3 separate regions of the Sus scrofa genome follow, and all the other regions are linked to region 2. Evidence: chromatin contacts called from public Hi-C and promoter capture Hi-C data. All regions are on one chromosome and are shown on one strand. The core of a region is the stretch at or near the end of the contact, and the rest is flanking DNA. Distances in the headings are between cores, read along the strand shown.

What was found. Promoter capture Hi-C pulls out the DNA fragments that hold promoters and counts their contacts. A called contact is a pair of places that touch in the nucleus more often than the background predicts.
Region 1: a promoter capture Hi-C map of liver shows a contact between it and region 2, with 11 times the contacts expected there. The contact joins the promoter of MYO5B here to the enhancer-like site in region 2. A contact is called at or near these places in 2 of 5 promoter capture datasets (fetal liver and liver) and 12 of 47 Hi-C or Micro-C datasets (alveolar macrophages, brain, embryonic fibroblasts and 6 more).
Region 3: a contact with region 2 is called in a Hi-C map of liver, with 10 times the contacts expected there. The contact joins the promoter of LIPG here to the enhancer-like site in region 2. A contact is called at or near these places in 5 of 47 Hi-C or Micro-C datasets (embryonic fibroblasts, liver and skeletal muscle) and 1 of 2 datasets of contacts at active chromatin or transcription factors (skeletal muscle).

The regions. Positions count from the first base shown.
Region 1 is chr1:99,809,495-99,812,634 of Sscrofa11.1, reverse strand. MYO5B (unconventional myosin-Vb) reads left to right here and starts at 1,701. Exons shown (of 39, transcript XM_021093027.1): 1 at 1,701-1,773. The coding sequence starts at 1,726.
Region 2 is chr1:99,441,392-99,444,298 of Sscrofa11.1, reverse strand. All of the region lies in intron 29 of MYO5B (unconventional myosin-Vb), which reads left to right. Among named protein-coding and RNA genes, the nearest start is that of ACAA2, 130 kb to the right of the region's middle. Within about 2 kb of position 1,413, at least 4 of the 83 cell types and tissues checked have an H3K27ac peak or open chromatin away from gene starts, as enhancers often do. A contact at or near this core is called in fetal liver and liver, where this site is marked.
Region 3 is chr1:99,080,449-99,083,539 of Sscrofa11.1, reverse strand. It overlaps LIPG (lipase G, endothelial type), which reads right to left and starts at 1,600. Exons shown (of 10, transcript NM_001243029.1): 1 at 1,182-1,600. The coding sequence starts at 1,278.

The sequences.
Region 1 (3,140 bases), core at 452-2,951, 370 kb before region 2:
TACTGGCTCTCTGACCTAGAATGTCTCTTCCATCCCCACTCCCCCCCCACCCCCAGCCTCACTTTGCTCATCTGTGAAACAGAATTAATGTATGGACCTCCTTTATAGCGTTGCTCTGAGACAAGATCACAAAAGCAAAGGACTTGGCAAGTTTCCTGGCACAAAGTAAGTTTTCAAATGTCTTTATTATTATTCAAAGGAGGGAAAGCCCATATCTGATTTGGGGATTAGAAATCCACAAAGCTCTGGCCAAGAATAGTATTCTCCTCAGGGATGTGATTCAGTTCAGTCAGCATGAATTCAGCTTTTGATTTGTGCCAGGTATGATGGAAGCCAGAAAGTTGGAACTGGGTTGGGGGTGGGGAGAAAGGAGGGTGACATGAACCTCAGGTTGGTCCAAGGGCCTGGCAGGATTGCTAGCATTGCCTATCTGGCAGGTGGAAAAGTGGGTCTAAAGGTTAGAATTGGATTTGAGAGTTAATATTGCAGTAAGAGATGAAATGGGGGTGTGCCTGAGAAGAAATGTGAGATCTGGGAAATGGGCCACAGCTTTATTCAGGAACCAGGAAGAGAAAGCAGAAGGTGTGGTTAGTGAGGCTGGGAAAACAAGAGAAGAAGAACGACAGAGGCTAGGGGAGGAGGTGGTTTAACAACATGGGGAGAACCAGTTACCAGCCCGTGCTTCAGAGGGAGATGGCAATTTCAATAGGATGGAGCTGAGAGGAAACCATTTTGGAGGGTATTAAAGCAGCAGCTCTTCACCTTGGCTGTCATTAGAATCATTTAGGAACTCTTAAAAACCCCTTTGCCCAGGCAGCATCCAAGACAAGTTAAATCAGAATTTCTGGGAGTGGGAGCCAAGCATTTGCTTTCGTAAAAGTGATTCTCATGCAGAAAATGTTGAAAAACAGTGAATTACAGAGGGACTGGGTGTGGGTAAGTGGAGCCAGCAGTAGAAACTACCACTTCAAGAACTTTAGTAGAAAAGGAGAACAGAGGAAAAGTCAAGAGCTAGTGGAGAGATGGGACCACGGATGGAGCATGGTGGTGGAGCAGGCAAGGACATATGGAGCAAAGGTGGGGATTGGGCCTTCCTAGCCCGAGAGGAAAGAATCTGTGGCAGGGGTGAGGACACAGGATGCCAAGCCCCACACCCCGCCTTTCTGATGGGAAGGTCTGTGATGAGGCCCCATATGTTGTATTTCTAAAAAGTTCCCAGGTGATGCTGATGGTCCTGGGTGGTGGGGCGGGGTGGGGTGGGGCTGTCACACTTTCATAACTATCAGGATACGGGGAAGGAATAAGGGGAAGGAAACTATGTAGACAGATTTTTGAGGGAGAGAGAAATGATGGAATCATTTCCTTTTTGTTCTTCCCAATGTTATGAAGAGCTTCCTTTCAGATCCAAGAAGAGTTGCCCAAGCTTTGTTCACTTCCTTTATCAACCCTGGAAATAAAATCCTTTAGAATTATGGAGGAACTTAAAACTTCAGATGCTTGGGTCTCACCCTTCAATGAATCCGAGTTCCTCAGGGTGGGGAACCCCTTCCTTGGAAGGGCTTTAAAGCTCCTCAGGTGATTCTTACTGAGGAAGCATAGTCGAGAAGGGCTGCAGGTGGATTAAATGGAGATCCTGTCTTCCAAGTGGGAGGGTCTTAAATGGGATGAGTTTAAGAATCACCTTTCAGGGAGCGGGGCTCTAGAACAATTGTTCCAGCGACATAGATGGATGCTTTGGTTGAGAGCCACTCTCAGGGGCCATCACTCATTCAGGTACAAATGCCACCTCAAAAGACCAAATGTTTCTTCCTACAGCTCCTGCGCTCCCTTTACTGCCTCCTGCCAATTAATTTCCTCTTTGGCTGAAATTTCTACTTTATGTTGCAAGCAGAAGAGGGAGTGGCGCTGCCAATGTCACTGGCAGAACCGACAAAAGTAAATCAGGTAGGCAGCGGCAGAGGGACTGAGAGTGCGTGTGAGAGAGAGCGGAGAAAATGTGAGACTTCCCAGAAAAGCAAACAATTTTCTGATGGGGGTAGGGAGCCTAGCCGCAAGCTGTGGGTGAAACTGTCAAAGTGGAGAAGACTTCAGCTCCCACCTTTCCGATCAGGATTTCAGCGCAGGCAGCTCAGTTTGGCGGAGACAATCTTTGGTATATCCAAATCACCCTAATCTACGACATAACGATTTTTAATGATGCAGGTATTGAATGTAGCCCCGTAAATCCAGAGGAAAATGTATGGAGTCTTTCAGCTGCAAGCATTTCTCCTTTTTATTCCTCTTCTCCCTTCTCGGATACTTCCACCTCTTTTTTTTCTGATCTGCACCGGATCCCCGCCCACCGCAGGTGCCCGGACCCGGAGCGCACCTGTCCGGAGCGCGCCGGGCGTCCAGCAGGGGGCAGTCGGCGCCGGCTCCTTGCGCGGCCCCGCCCCCGGCCAGGAGGACCCCTCTGCGGCGGGGGCGCGAGAGGGCGCGGCGGGTTCGGCCCGGGCAGGGCTCAAAGGCGGCGGCGGCAGTGCGTCCGCCGCCCGCTCGGACGCGCGCCCGCCCTCTCCCTTCTCGGCCGCCCCCCTCGCCCGCGCCGCCTCCCATACCTGAGCCGGGAGCGGCGCTGCGCGGCCTCCTCCCCCGCCCGCCCGGTCGCCACTCCTGCCCGGCCGCCGCTGCGCCGCCACTGCCGCGGGAGTAAAGGTCGCGCCGGCAGAGAGCGAGCCGGCTGCGGCGCCTCCAGGAAGCCGGCGGGGCAGGTTGGAGAAAAGGGGAAAGAACCGAGAAACTCTCGAACAGCCCAGGAAGATGGCGCCAGGAGGGCCGGCCATGGACTGAGAGCCGCTGGGGCCGCGAAGAGCCGGACCCGCCCCCCATTGGGGCACGAGCGAGGGCAGCCCGCCAGGCACCGAGCTCGAGCCCGGGCCCGGCCCGGCCTGCGGGGTCATGTCGGTCAGTGAGCTCTACAGCCAGGTGAGTGCGGGCCGCCTCGGGCCCGGGGCACAGGTGAGGGCTGAGGGGAGGGCGGTCCTCGGGGGCGCCTTCTCCTGCGGCTCGGCGGGTAGGGGCGGCGGTGGACGCCTCTCAGCCTGCCCCCTCGCCGCCGCCTCCGCGCCCCGAACTTCGGGAGGCAGAGAAAGTTTGGCTGT
Region 2 (2,907 bases), core at 164-2,663:
AGGAATCCAGCCCCAACTATAGGTTTTCCCAGGGGAGGCTTAATACCCTGGATTTGTCTTCCTTTGCAGCAATAATGATGATGGTGATAAAATAAAAATAGCTTTTCTTATATCTTAAAATAATTCCATTCCCAGCAAGCCCAGGGTACAATAGTGAACTAATAGCCTGTGAAACCAAGTTAAGTACAGGAAAGAGCAGCCGCCTCGGGGTGGGGGTGGGGAGCCAGAGCCTGTCTCACCTGCAAATGACATTGGTGTTTTGTCTCCCTTCCAATCGCGGGAATCCCAGCAGCAGGGAGGACCACAGTGGGTAGGCTGGCAGGGCAGGAGGAATGGGCCTGCGATTCCTGGAGCCCGGCTGGCAAGGGCATCCTTCGCGATCAGGACCACCCCCCACAAAGGTGCTTTGAAGACAGAGTTGCTTTTCCTCGCCTACTATTTTCTTGAAATGGAGGATATTCTGCTTTAAATACAAACTGTATTATGCAGGGATGATTTTGGAGTCGGTGTGGTTGGAAAAATAATCTATGCTCTCCCCTAGGAAAAAACTCACACTTGTACACTTAATTTTGCTTAGATTTCAGGAGGAAGTGGAGACAACCCCCACCACCAGCACTGGATCACAGCCTCTTTAAGAGTCCTGGTCTCCAAGTTCAGAATTTCTTCATTTGCTAACTTGCATAGTTTATAGAGTTATTTTTTGACCTTTGCCACTGGGTCTTTGGTTTTCAAATTGTGGGAGAGAAGCCAGTGCTCAGGGTCTGCTCCGAGAAGAGCCCCAGGAATACATAGGGCCCTTCTGCTTCCAAATGCTCTCTCATTTTCACATCTTGGGAACCAAGGGAAACCAACATCATTATTACCATTTTATAAATGGCAGCGCTAAAGTAAAGAGAGGGCTAGTCCATGCCCAGAGACAGGCTGCCGCAGATAGGCAAGGTGCTGGGAGAAGCCTCCTTCCCAGGGCTGTCTGGAACCAAGCCTGCAGGGCCTACCTGGGGGAGACGGGCAAGTGGGCTGGCAGATGATCCCGGCTGCTCTCAGGCTGGCCTTGCCTCTGGCCTTGCCCCTGGGGGCAGGAGTGTGGCCAGGGCTCAGGCCTGGCTCTGCAAACATGCTCCTTTGGCCACGGGTCAGTTCAACCCAAGCCTTGCCAAGTCTGCGGAGCTCCACAGCAAGACTTAGAGTGCATTTCTAGACTTTTCCTCAGGTCCCAGGAAACCTCCTTGCAGGTCTTCTCTGCCCAGCAGGTACCAGGAAACAACAGGGGGCCCTTGGCACGGAGAGCAGCTGTGCTGTTGCCACCTGAGCTTGGGCAGGTGAACCTGGGATTGTTAGCCCCTAAAGAGCCTGCGCAGGAGAGGAGAGACCTTATCCAAACAGGAAGGAGTTAGTGCAGCCGCTTTAGGGTGCTCTTGGAGTTGACAGTCCTTTGGCCTTGAGCCCCAGCTGCTGCAGGCTGTCCTGCTGGGCAGGGCAGAGCAGGGAGGATTGACTGCTTGGCTCCTCTCACAGCACCCACTCAGCTGCTCCTGCCTTCTAGCGGTGATCATTCCCTTATGTTCCTCCAAGTTCTCGTGGTCCCGAGAGACATCAGCACCATGTCTGTCTCTGTGCGCACAGAGTGGTCTTTGTAGAAATGGGAAACCACCCTCTCAAGCTGGCAGGAACCTTGTCTGTTTCTGTCCACAGACAGCAGGTCCTTTCAATGGTGGTTAGGTCCTAGTTTCACAGTTTGTGCAGAGGGAAAGTAATAGTATCCCAGGCCTTTTTTGTGCATGACGTTTACAAATTTAGGTCATATAATTACAAATCTAGAAGAAACCTCTCAGGTTAACTCAGCCAAGCGCATTGACTTCACACGTGAAGAACAGGCCCAGGGCATGTAGGATTAACTGGGCCAGGAGTTTGTCAGCAGAGGGGAGCTGTCTTCTGGAGAGCCTGGCTCTCCAGCAGCTTCCTCAACCTGTATCTTGCTGCCTTCTGCAGTTGGAGACTCTCCCCGCTGCTTATTCGCGTGTGGCCATGGCCTCTTTGGGAACAGGGCTCAGCATGGTGGAACATTTGTGGGTTCTCCATGAATATGTTTTAAGATTAAGTGACATCAAGGATTTAGATTTAAAAAGTAAATTCCTGTAAGCTTGTTCAGGGTTTTCCTTCTGAAACCACCAGGTGGTGCTCCCTCTCCAACCCCCCCCCCCCAGTGGTGTGGGTGGAGCTGGAGAGAGACCCTTTCTTGGGGAACAAAGGATGGGCCTGGAGTTGGTTGACTGGTTTTTAATTTACTCATGTGCCTGACTTCCTGAGCGCTGTGGAATGACTGGGCGGCATGGTTCTCTGCTCTGCACTTTGTGCACAACGCCTGGTATGTTATGGAATTAAGGATGCCAACTTCCACACTCGTTTCCACCCCCCCCCCCCCCCCGCCTGCCCTGCTGGGGCCAGGCAGCCACTCCTCAGTGCCTGAGGGGCCAGCCAGTGTGAGGCAGGAAGAGGCTTAAGACCAAGGCCTGGAGACCACCTGACTTCCAGCGCAAGTGTCAGTGTCAGGCAGGTGGTTCCCACCTTGGCATCTCTGCATGCCTGGAAATGAGAAAGTTGGAGGACAGGGACCCGCCCACTGGGTTTAAAGCACTAGCTCAGCGGCCAAAAGGCCTGAGTTAAATAATGTAAGTGTTAAGGGGTTCCTGTTGTGGCTCAGTGCATTACAAACCCAACTAGTATCCATGAGAATGTGGGTTCAATCCCTGGCCTCGCTCAGTGAATTAAAGGATATGACATTGCTGTGAACCACGGTGTAGATCACAGACATGGCTCAGATCCCACTTGCCTGTGGTGTAGGCCGGCAGCTGCAGTTCGATTTGACCCCTAGCCTGGGAACTTACACATGCCACTGTTGTGCCCTAC
Region 3 (3,091 bases), core at 351-2,850, 360 kb after region 2:
CTCATAGAAGCATACCTGACAAATAAATACTTTTTCTTTTTTCTTTCTTCCTTTTTTTTTTTTTTTTTTTTTTTTTTTTTGGCAGCACCCACAGCATGAGGAAGTTCCTGGGCCAGGGATCAAACGTGCACCACGGCAGTGACAACGCCCAATCCTTAACCCATTGGGCCACCAGGGAACTCCAATAAATATGTTTTTGAATGAATGAAATTGCCCCCCCCAAATACTCAGAATAGCGGAACACAGAAGCTGGAAGGAATGTTAGCATTTTGCAGGAGAGCTACCCTGTTCACCTGCACTAGAGTTAAGAACATGTGAAGTGCAGCAAGTTTTTTTTCATTCATTCAAATTAAATCCCCCCAAACACACACGCACATAAGCTGACATGGATCAACATCATTTGACCCAACCTCAGCAGAAAAGTAGACGATGAAATAACGGGGTATGGTTCAGGGATTCCCCCACTCTCCTCTGCTTAACTACTTGGTACTCCCGCTGAGTGACCTACACTCACTCCTCCAGGGTAGGCTTCCTTCAATAGAAAAGACTGTCATGTAGAACTCTGAAGAAAAGCTGGCAGCTAGGAAAAGAAGTAGAAAGAGGAAGAGCAAGGGCTAGAAAGAGCGTTGGGGGAAGGCTAGCACCCTGGGGAAGAAGCCCAGCAGCTTCTCTGCACAAATTACTCACCAAATGCTCCCGGTAAGCATTCATCAAACCAGAGCCAGCTACCCTAATACCTTACCTTTCAAAACACCTATGCTGAGATTTAGAAGGAGGGGCAACAGATGACAGCGCTCTTTCTAACAGCCTTCTGACCCCGAAAAACCCCAGGTTCAAAGAGAAGGACAAGGTGAAATAGCTGCTGGCAGCCAACTCTGCTGACTGGACAGCACCGATAAGGGAACCACATAACGGCAAGGGGGTGGGGCGAGAGTGAGCGCTGGAGAGCGCACCCACCAGCCTGTGGCCTTTTGGATGCCCGGCTGGGGATGCCCTGGTCAGAGGTGCTGAGGAACAAGTGAACTGCAAGACCAATTAGGAAGAGCAAATGGACAGTGCAGGAGGAAAGGAAGAAGGATGGCACAGGATGGAGGAAAGACTGAAGAAGGGTGGGCGAGACAGAGGGGACTTGGCGCAGGAAAGAAGTTTTTGGGGTGGTAATAAAAATAAGTGCACGTTACCTTGCAACCTTCCCTCTGGACCAGGGAGTGCGGGGCCTTCCGCCGCAAAACAGCAATAGAAACTCCAGAGGCAGAGCAGAGGAACTGAGTTTCGCATCCTTCCCCACAGCACCCCCTTCCCCAAAATGAGACTTTTAAAAAGATAAAAAAACAAACCAAACAAACAAACAAAAAGAAAAAAACCACCTCTCGAAGTTTCCAGCAGTCCGAGCCCTTAAGACCCTAAGTGGGATCAGACAGTGGTGGCCTTAGACAGCTGAAGGTGGAGAAGGTGAAAAATGAAAACTTGGCTAAACTGAGCAGCGGGGTGGTGGAGTGAGTGTGAAAGGGCTTGAACCAGAACCAGATCTGCCCTTCCCTGTGCCTCCCGCCCGGGAAGCCTGGGCTTGCCACTGTCACACCGCGCGAGCTGCCACCGCGCGAGCTGCCCGGCGAGGTAGTTTTTTAAAGTATTGGAGTCATCTGACCCATCGCCAGATGGTGATTTGCATAATTTATTCCCGTCCCTGGACTCTGATTGGTCACACCTTCGCTGACGTCCGAACCAAAGACTCCCCAAAGTTTGAATGAAAGCGCCACACACCCACCGCGTGGACTCTCCGCACGCGCTGCCTTGCTTTCTCCCCCGGCAACTCCGCCAGCAGCCGGGCTCCTGCCACCACACTTTTTCCTGGTGTCCACTCCCGGACCCTAGATTCTCCCCTCGACCCTGCTGCCCAAGGGGGATCATTACCCCAAACCGCTGCTCCCGCCGCGCTCGCGATTCCTGGAGAAGGAAGGTTATCCTCTCCCAGGCGCAAAGCCAACCCCGCGCCGGAACTGATCTCTCCTCGCCCAGGGCCAAGGGTCCAGATGGACGAAAGCCACCTGGTCCCCCTGTGGTCCTTCTTTTTTCCCTTTCCTCCTGCCTTCCTGCTCTGCGAGGCCCACGACAGGTGCAGACGTCGTGATCGGACAATAACTAGGCAGAGCTGAGTTGCTATGGGCTGTGGTCTGGGCATCAGGATCGCTCAGATCCTTCTCGGTCAGTCCTCGCTCCGCCACTAGCTGCAACTAGTGACTAGCCGTCCAACTTCTCCAAGACCATTCCTTCCTTCCCAGAACGCGGATGGTAACAGTTCCTGCCGCTTAGGAATTTGGGGAAAAATTAAAAGACCTACTCTGGGACAGCGCTTAGTGCTGCGCCTGCCACGTGGTAAGCGCTCTCTTACCTGGGGGTGCAGGACTAGAGGGATGCCGGGGACATTCCTCAAAGGAATAGTGAGCCAAGCGTGGGGGTCTCAGACCGGTAACCAGCGCCAAGTGTCGACCTATTGAGTGGAATTAAGCAGCAGCGTCTTCTCCCTCCTCTTTTTTTTTCCTCCTCTCCTTCCTGTAATGATACGCGCGTCCCTGCTCCTGCCCCCTAGTGCTGGCTCCAACTCCGCCCGAGGGACCCCGAGACCGAGGGCTGCGAGCCGGATTCAGCACCTGACGCAGGGGAGCCTGGATTGAGCCCGGGGCGCTTGCCAGTCTTCCGCTGGGACCACTTGGGGGCGGTTGCGTCTCAACAGCCCTCGGGGAATGCCGAGGGGATGGGAGAGGTTGAAAGCGCCAAGGACTCCTGCCTGGTTCTCGCTAGACCTGGTTCTGCAAGACTGCACCTTCGACCGCAAGTAACCCCGCGGTCGCTGGGAAACTGGTCCTGTTCTTGCCTGGGGAGGAAAACTGCCAGAGCAGCCCGGAGCCCCTTCCTCCCCTAGTGTCAGGGCCCCCGCCTGGAAGGTCTGTGTGGGGAAACCATCTGGAGGAGCAGGTCCTGTTCTGACCTATCCTCACTACTGTGTTACTCCATTTGCCAACGAAGCACCCTTTGTCCCTCCTGTGTTCTCTAATTCTTTAAGAGGCAGGCTGGCTTCACTTTTTGCGTG